Linked DNA regions of Mus musculus: region 2 is linked to region 1. Evidence: chromatin contacts called from public promoter capture Hi-C data. All regions are on one chromosome and are shown on one strand. Each heading gives the region's core, a stretch centred on a gene start, on an enhancer-like site or on the middle of the called end of the contact. The rest is flanking DNA. Distances are from core to core; before and after follow the strand shown.

Region 1 (2,749 bases), core at 191-2,690:
AAGACAAATCCCTACGTTCATAGCCCTTTAAAACTTCTTTTATTTGCTTTGGCATCAATAGGGATTGAACCCAGGGCCTCGTGCTTGAGCGGCAATCCCCTCCCAACAGAGCCAGAGCCCCATGTCTCCTCTTTCTGAGATGAAGTCTGCATCATAGCCCTAACTGGCTGGGGACTACTGTGGGCTGCTCTCTTGTCTTTGCCTCCCAAGCACAGGGATTACAGGCATGCACCACCAGACCGAGTACGGGGCTTCAGTGAGAAATAAGGGAACAACCCAGATCAGTGGAAAAAATAGGCAGAAAGCCTGAACAATAACAGAATACATTTTTTAATTTAGCCTCAGCCACACATAAAGATATGAATATAAGCATACTGTCTCATTACGAAGTGGGAATGAATGAACAGCTCTGTCTTTGCATGGGAATCAGCCAAGCCTTTGGGTCGGCCAGTGTGATAACACACACATAGCAATCAGGTCTCACCTACAGTTGGCATATACACTCAGCAGTGCTTGTAGTGTGGCTGTGGATAGACGAGCACAGGGATTCTTCCTCGCAGTCACAGATATATGTGATGTAGTTGAGACAATGTCACTTTCGTTGTGGTCTTGTCTTTGCCTTTACAGGGTATTACTGTGTAGCCCAGGCTGGCCAGACTCGGTGATTTTCCTGTTTCAGCTTCTTGAGCCAGGGCTAGGATCACAGGCATTTGTCTCCGTGTTTGATTTCAGAAGGCTCCATGAAGCCCTCCTATTGGGGGTAGATGGGGACGGTCCACTTCCCAGGCAGTTCAAGGCGCTGTGACAGAGCCCTTTCCATGGGGCCTGCCGTCTGCCGTGTCTGGGAGACCTTCTCTTTGATGCTTTTCTGCATGTCCCACGTGCTGAGGGACCTAAGGAGGTCATTTTAGGAAATGTTTCTTTTTCTTTTGTTTTTTGTTTTTTTTTTTCAAAGGAAGTCTTTCTTGAGGATAGCCCAGTGCAACAGTGTCTCTGAAGGTCAGGGTCATCAAATTGAGATTGAGGGGGGAAAAAAATATGGAAAGAAAAGTGTTTTTCTACCCAGGCATGGTGGCGCATAACTTTAGTCCCAGCACTCAGGAGGCAGAGGCAGGCAGATCTCTGTGAGTTCAAGGCCAGTCTGGTCTGCAGAGTGAAACTTTGTCTTTAAAAAAAAAAAAAATGTGTTTTTCTAAGACCTGAACCTGATAAGGCCGTTAGTATTACATCGTGGGTTGGGGAGGGACTCACAAGACCCCAGCTTTAGCTCAGGGGCTACTGGCAGGCCGTGGTGCTGAGGGAGGGGAGTCATTTTTCTTCAGTGATGTAGCCACTGGTAAGTTGCCCGTGTTCCAGTGAAGAGCTCCCAGCCTGTGCTCAGGCAGTCACCCTAATCAAACTCAGTGAGTCACCAAAAAGCAAAGCCAAGACAAAGATTCGAGAGTAAGAGGGACTTCTCAGGAAGAAGGGGCTCCAGAGGGACCGGGAGGGGCAGGGAAGGGTGGTGACCAAAATGTACCACATATGTATACGAAATTGTCAAGGAGTTTAAAACGGTGTTTTTCTAGGTAGATGGAGGGTCTTTCAATGCCTCGTTTAATCTCTGGGGACTTGTTTAGACACACTCCATCTCTGTTTCTTTGTCCGTATTTAGTGACTGTTGTGTTAGAGCTTTGTGTGAGGAGCCCCAATCACAGATGCTGCTGACTGTGTTAAACTGTGTCCATATTTGGCATCTTTCCAGTGCAGCGGAGGTCTGGTTCCTGTTTTCTAGGGCCTCTGCCACTGTCACTTAGTAGCAGGCTTCCTTCGTTCCTCAGAGAGGGTGAGAGCTCTGTGCCAGCCAGCCAGATGGCTTAGCCAGGTTCTGCTCGCCAAGCCGGGTGACCTGAGTGTGATCCCACACAGTAGAAGGAAAAACTGACTCCTGCGGGTGTCCTCTGACCTCCTCTTGTGTGTCATGGCACACATGTGCTCACACACAATAAATAAATGTAAATAAAAGTGTAAAAATCAATTACCATATAAAGGCCAAGCAGGAGCCTTGGTAGTGCCACGTGCACACAGCCTCACCACAAACACACACCACACTCCACACACAGACTTACCATATACACCACACACCACATACACACCGACTCACCACACACAAACCACACACTACATATGCACCCCACACCACACACACCACATACCACACACCATATATATACCACACCACATACACACAGACTCACCACACACAAACCACACACCACACACCTCATACACAGACTTACCACATACACACCGCACACCATATATACCACACTTCACACACACACACAGAATATACACACCATACATACTACGTACACACCACACTCCACACACACAGACACACGCACACACACAAGTCTAGAGCTCTCTGACCCTCTGTTTGTAAAATGAGATAATCTCTTGTCCACAGTTTGCGAGGATTAAGGAATGGTGGGTATTAAAGTATTTAGTAGTACTGCGTGTTCAGTCAGGTGGACAATGGGACACTTCTTCCTGGCTGAGAGAACCCGGGTGACGACTACTTCTGCCTGGGACAGTCCTCTCCAGCTATACGGTTCCTCCAGTATAATTACACCCAGTGTGCCTCTCTTGCTTCTTAGAAGTATTCCAGTTTGGGCTGTGATTATGTAGTCCTTCCTCCCTAGTTAGAGCCACAGTGAATCTACGCTAGGAGTGTGAAGCTTATGCCCTGCTTCCCAGCCTTCACTCT
Region 2 (2,730 bases), core at 23-2,522, 110 kb after region 1:
CTGCCTCTTCCCTCCATCTTGCTGTGGGAATGCTAGGATTACAGATGCAGGACAACACAGCTATCTATCTACCAATCTAGCTATCATCTATCTATATTTTTATCAACTGATTAAATCAATTTATTAAAAGAGCTGATTTAGTCGTCTCCAGCAGTGACTTTGGCCTCCACTCCTGGCCCAGTGCTGTTGAAAGTGGTTTTAACAACCCTCAAAGGACTGTGTAAATTTGAGTCGCTTGTAGGTTCTCATCAGAAGCAAGCCCGGTGAAACCTTCACCACCGGGTGTTTTTGCTGTAGTGAGTCTCTTGGTAGGCATGCACACTGATCCTTTCAAGTTCAGATTCTTCTTCTTCCTGGCTCAGTACGCATCCCCTCCCCACCCCACCATGAGTCACAGTGCCACCTTGAGTGTATTTTGAATTTGGTGCATTACCATTGCAGGTTTCATCTGCATTGTTTCATTTTTCTGATATCTCTAAAACCCACAAAGCCAAGGCTGCAGTGGTGCAGCTTCCTCCAGGATGCCTTGTTCCTCGGCGGAAACCAACAGCCGCAAGTGAACGGACTGAACGGTCTTCTGCTCTTTTACGGGCTGAGCCATCTCCCTGCCTGCATCACTTGGAGAAGATGACCAAGTTCTAGAGATGGGCAGAGGGCACTACTCACTGCTGCTCACACTTGTGAAATACTAATGCCAATGAACTGTTCACCGAAAAATGGCTAAGGTGGACCTGAGTGGGATGGTGTATGCCTAAAATCCTAACATTGGGGAAGTAAAGGCAGATAGATCAGGAGTTCAAGGCTAGTCCCAGCTACATAAGAAGTCCAATTCTGGGGCTGGAGAGATGGCTCAGTGGTTAAGAGCACTGACAACTCTTGCAAAGCACTGGGCTTCAGTATAGTGTCTCCCTACCATCCAGTCCCAGGTGATCAGATGCCTTCTTCTGACTTCTGTGGACACCAGATATGCATGGTGGTGTACATACATATATGCCAGAAAGTACCCATAAACATAAAATAAGAACAATTATAGTTAAAGAAGTTAACATTAAACACACACACACAGACACACACACAGTGGGTCCAGGATATGGTAGTATAAGCTTTTAATTCAAGCACTCAGGAAGCAGACGCTGACAGGCCAGCCTGGTCTACATAGTGGCAGAAAACAGGAAAGGAAGACATAAATGCCACTGGCCTTCACCTGTGTGACACGCTCACATGCATGAATATCCTCACACAGGAACACAAGCATAGGCAGGCTCACATACAAAGAGAGTGACTCACGAGGAGTAGTTATGAGAATCTGAAGTATGTGAAATATGCTGGCTATGAATCTTGTAAAGGCCGGATTGAATTATTTAATAATCAATGGAATTGCTTAATAATCTCTGAGGCCCCCAGGAGGTCAGCTTGTCCAACCCTGCTCTGTCCCAGGAATGGACACTTAAGGTTGGAAGCATCAGGCAACTCCACCATGGGCTCGAATGAGGTCATTCACTTTACTCCCATCATAACTGGAAGACTTGCTGTGAGACTGAACACTGCGAAAATAACTTAATGTGCCAGGAATGATAGCACACAGCTTTAATCCCAGCACTCGGGAGACAGAGGTAGGTGGATCTCAGAGTTCCAAGCCAGCCTGGTCTACAGAGTGAGTTCCAGGACAGCCAGAGCAACACAGAGAAACCCTGTCTCGAAAAACCAAACAAAAAACTTTATGAGTTGGGAGTGTGGCTCAGTGGAAGAGTGCTCACTTTGAACGTTCCCTAACACTGAAATAAAAAAGTGTTACTCAGGGCCAGGCCTGAAGAACTCCCACAAAAGGAGTTCAGAGCCACCAGAGTTACCTTGGTGAGACATTAAATGAACATAAATAAATAAGTAACTAAAAGTAAATAAACAAATAGTTGCAAAAGAAAAAGTGAAAGGGGCTGGGGGTCGCACCTCTGTAGAGCCTTATCTAACGTGCTTGAAGCTGCGGAAGTTGTAGGGTTCATCTCCAGCATCTAGCAGCTTGGTGCTTTCAGTAGTTAAGAGCACTGGCTGCTCATTCAGAGGGCCTCGCAACTGCATGGCAGCTCACTACTGCCTGTAACTCCAGTTCCAGAGGATCTGATGCCTTTTCCTAATCTTTGTGGGTAACTGGTGTGCCAGGGGTACCCATACATACATGCAGGCAAACATACTTATGCGCAAAATGAAAATAAATCTTAAAATAGAGGGAGACAATTTTTCATGTGGCAGAAATGTAGTGAAGAAAACGATAAGGGCGGGCTGGCTAGCTCGGTGGGTAAAGTGCTTGGCCTGCGAGCCCGAGGTCTTGAGTTCGAGCCCTGGAACTCACATGCATGAGGAAGGAGAGAACTGACCCCACAGGGTCATCCCCTGAGCTCCAAAGTGCTCAACATGGGGCAGGTGTGCTCATGGGATGTAATGTACATCATGCAGACACAGGCACAGGCAGAAAAACATGAGTTAAGTCAAATTTGAAGACCGCCCCCATAAACCCATGGAAAATAATTCAATTTTCTGGAGACCTTGTCTCAAAACAAAACAAAACAAAAAAATAAAAGACACAAGACATCTGTATATATACCACCATTTCACAAAGTAGGATTGATCTGTGAGCCTTTGAGGGTGGCGGAAAGTTGCAGACTGCTGAGGTCCATCCAGCTTTGCTAGTCAGATGACCGGCGGGGGCGGGGAGGTGGGAGGTGGCTGGGATTT

Evidence for each region. Capture Hi-C pulls out chosen DNA fragments and counts their contacts.
Region 2: a contact with region 1 is called in a promoter capture Hi-C map of adipose tissue. The contact joins two enhancer-like sites. A contact is called at or near these places in 1 of 484 Hi-C or Micro-C datasets (embryonic stem cells) and 2 of 9 other capture datasets (adipose tissue and liver).

The regions. Positions count from the first base shown.
Region 1 is chr5:143,469,206-143,471,954 of GRCm38.p6, forward strand. The region is part of intron 2 of Daglb (diacylglycerol lipase, beta); the gene reads left to right. Among named protein-coding and RNA genes, the nearest start is that of Daglb, 6.1 kb to the left of the region's middle. Within about 2 kb of position 1,441, at least 107 of the 459 cell types and tissues checked have an H3K27ac peak or open chromatin away from gene starts, as enhancers often do. A contact at or near this core is called in adipose tissue, where this site is marked.
Region 2 is chr5:143,583,824-143,586,553 of GRCm38.p6, forward strand. No RefSeq gene overlaps it. Among named protein-coding and RNA genes, the nearest start is that of Fam220a, 36 kb to the left of the region's middle. Within about 2 kb of position 1,273, at least 19 of the 459 cell types and tissues checked have an H3K27ac peak or open chromatin away from gene starts, as enhancers often do. A contact at or near this core is called in adipose tissue, where this site is marked.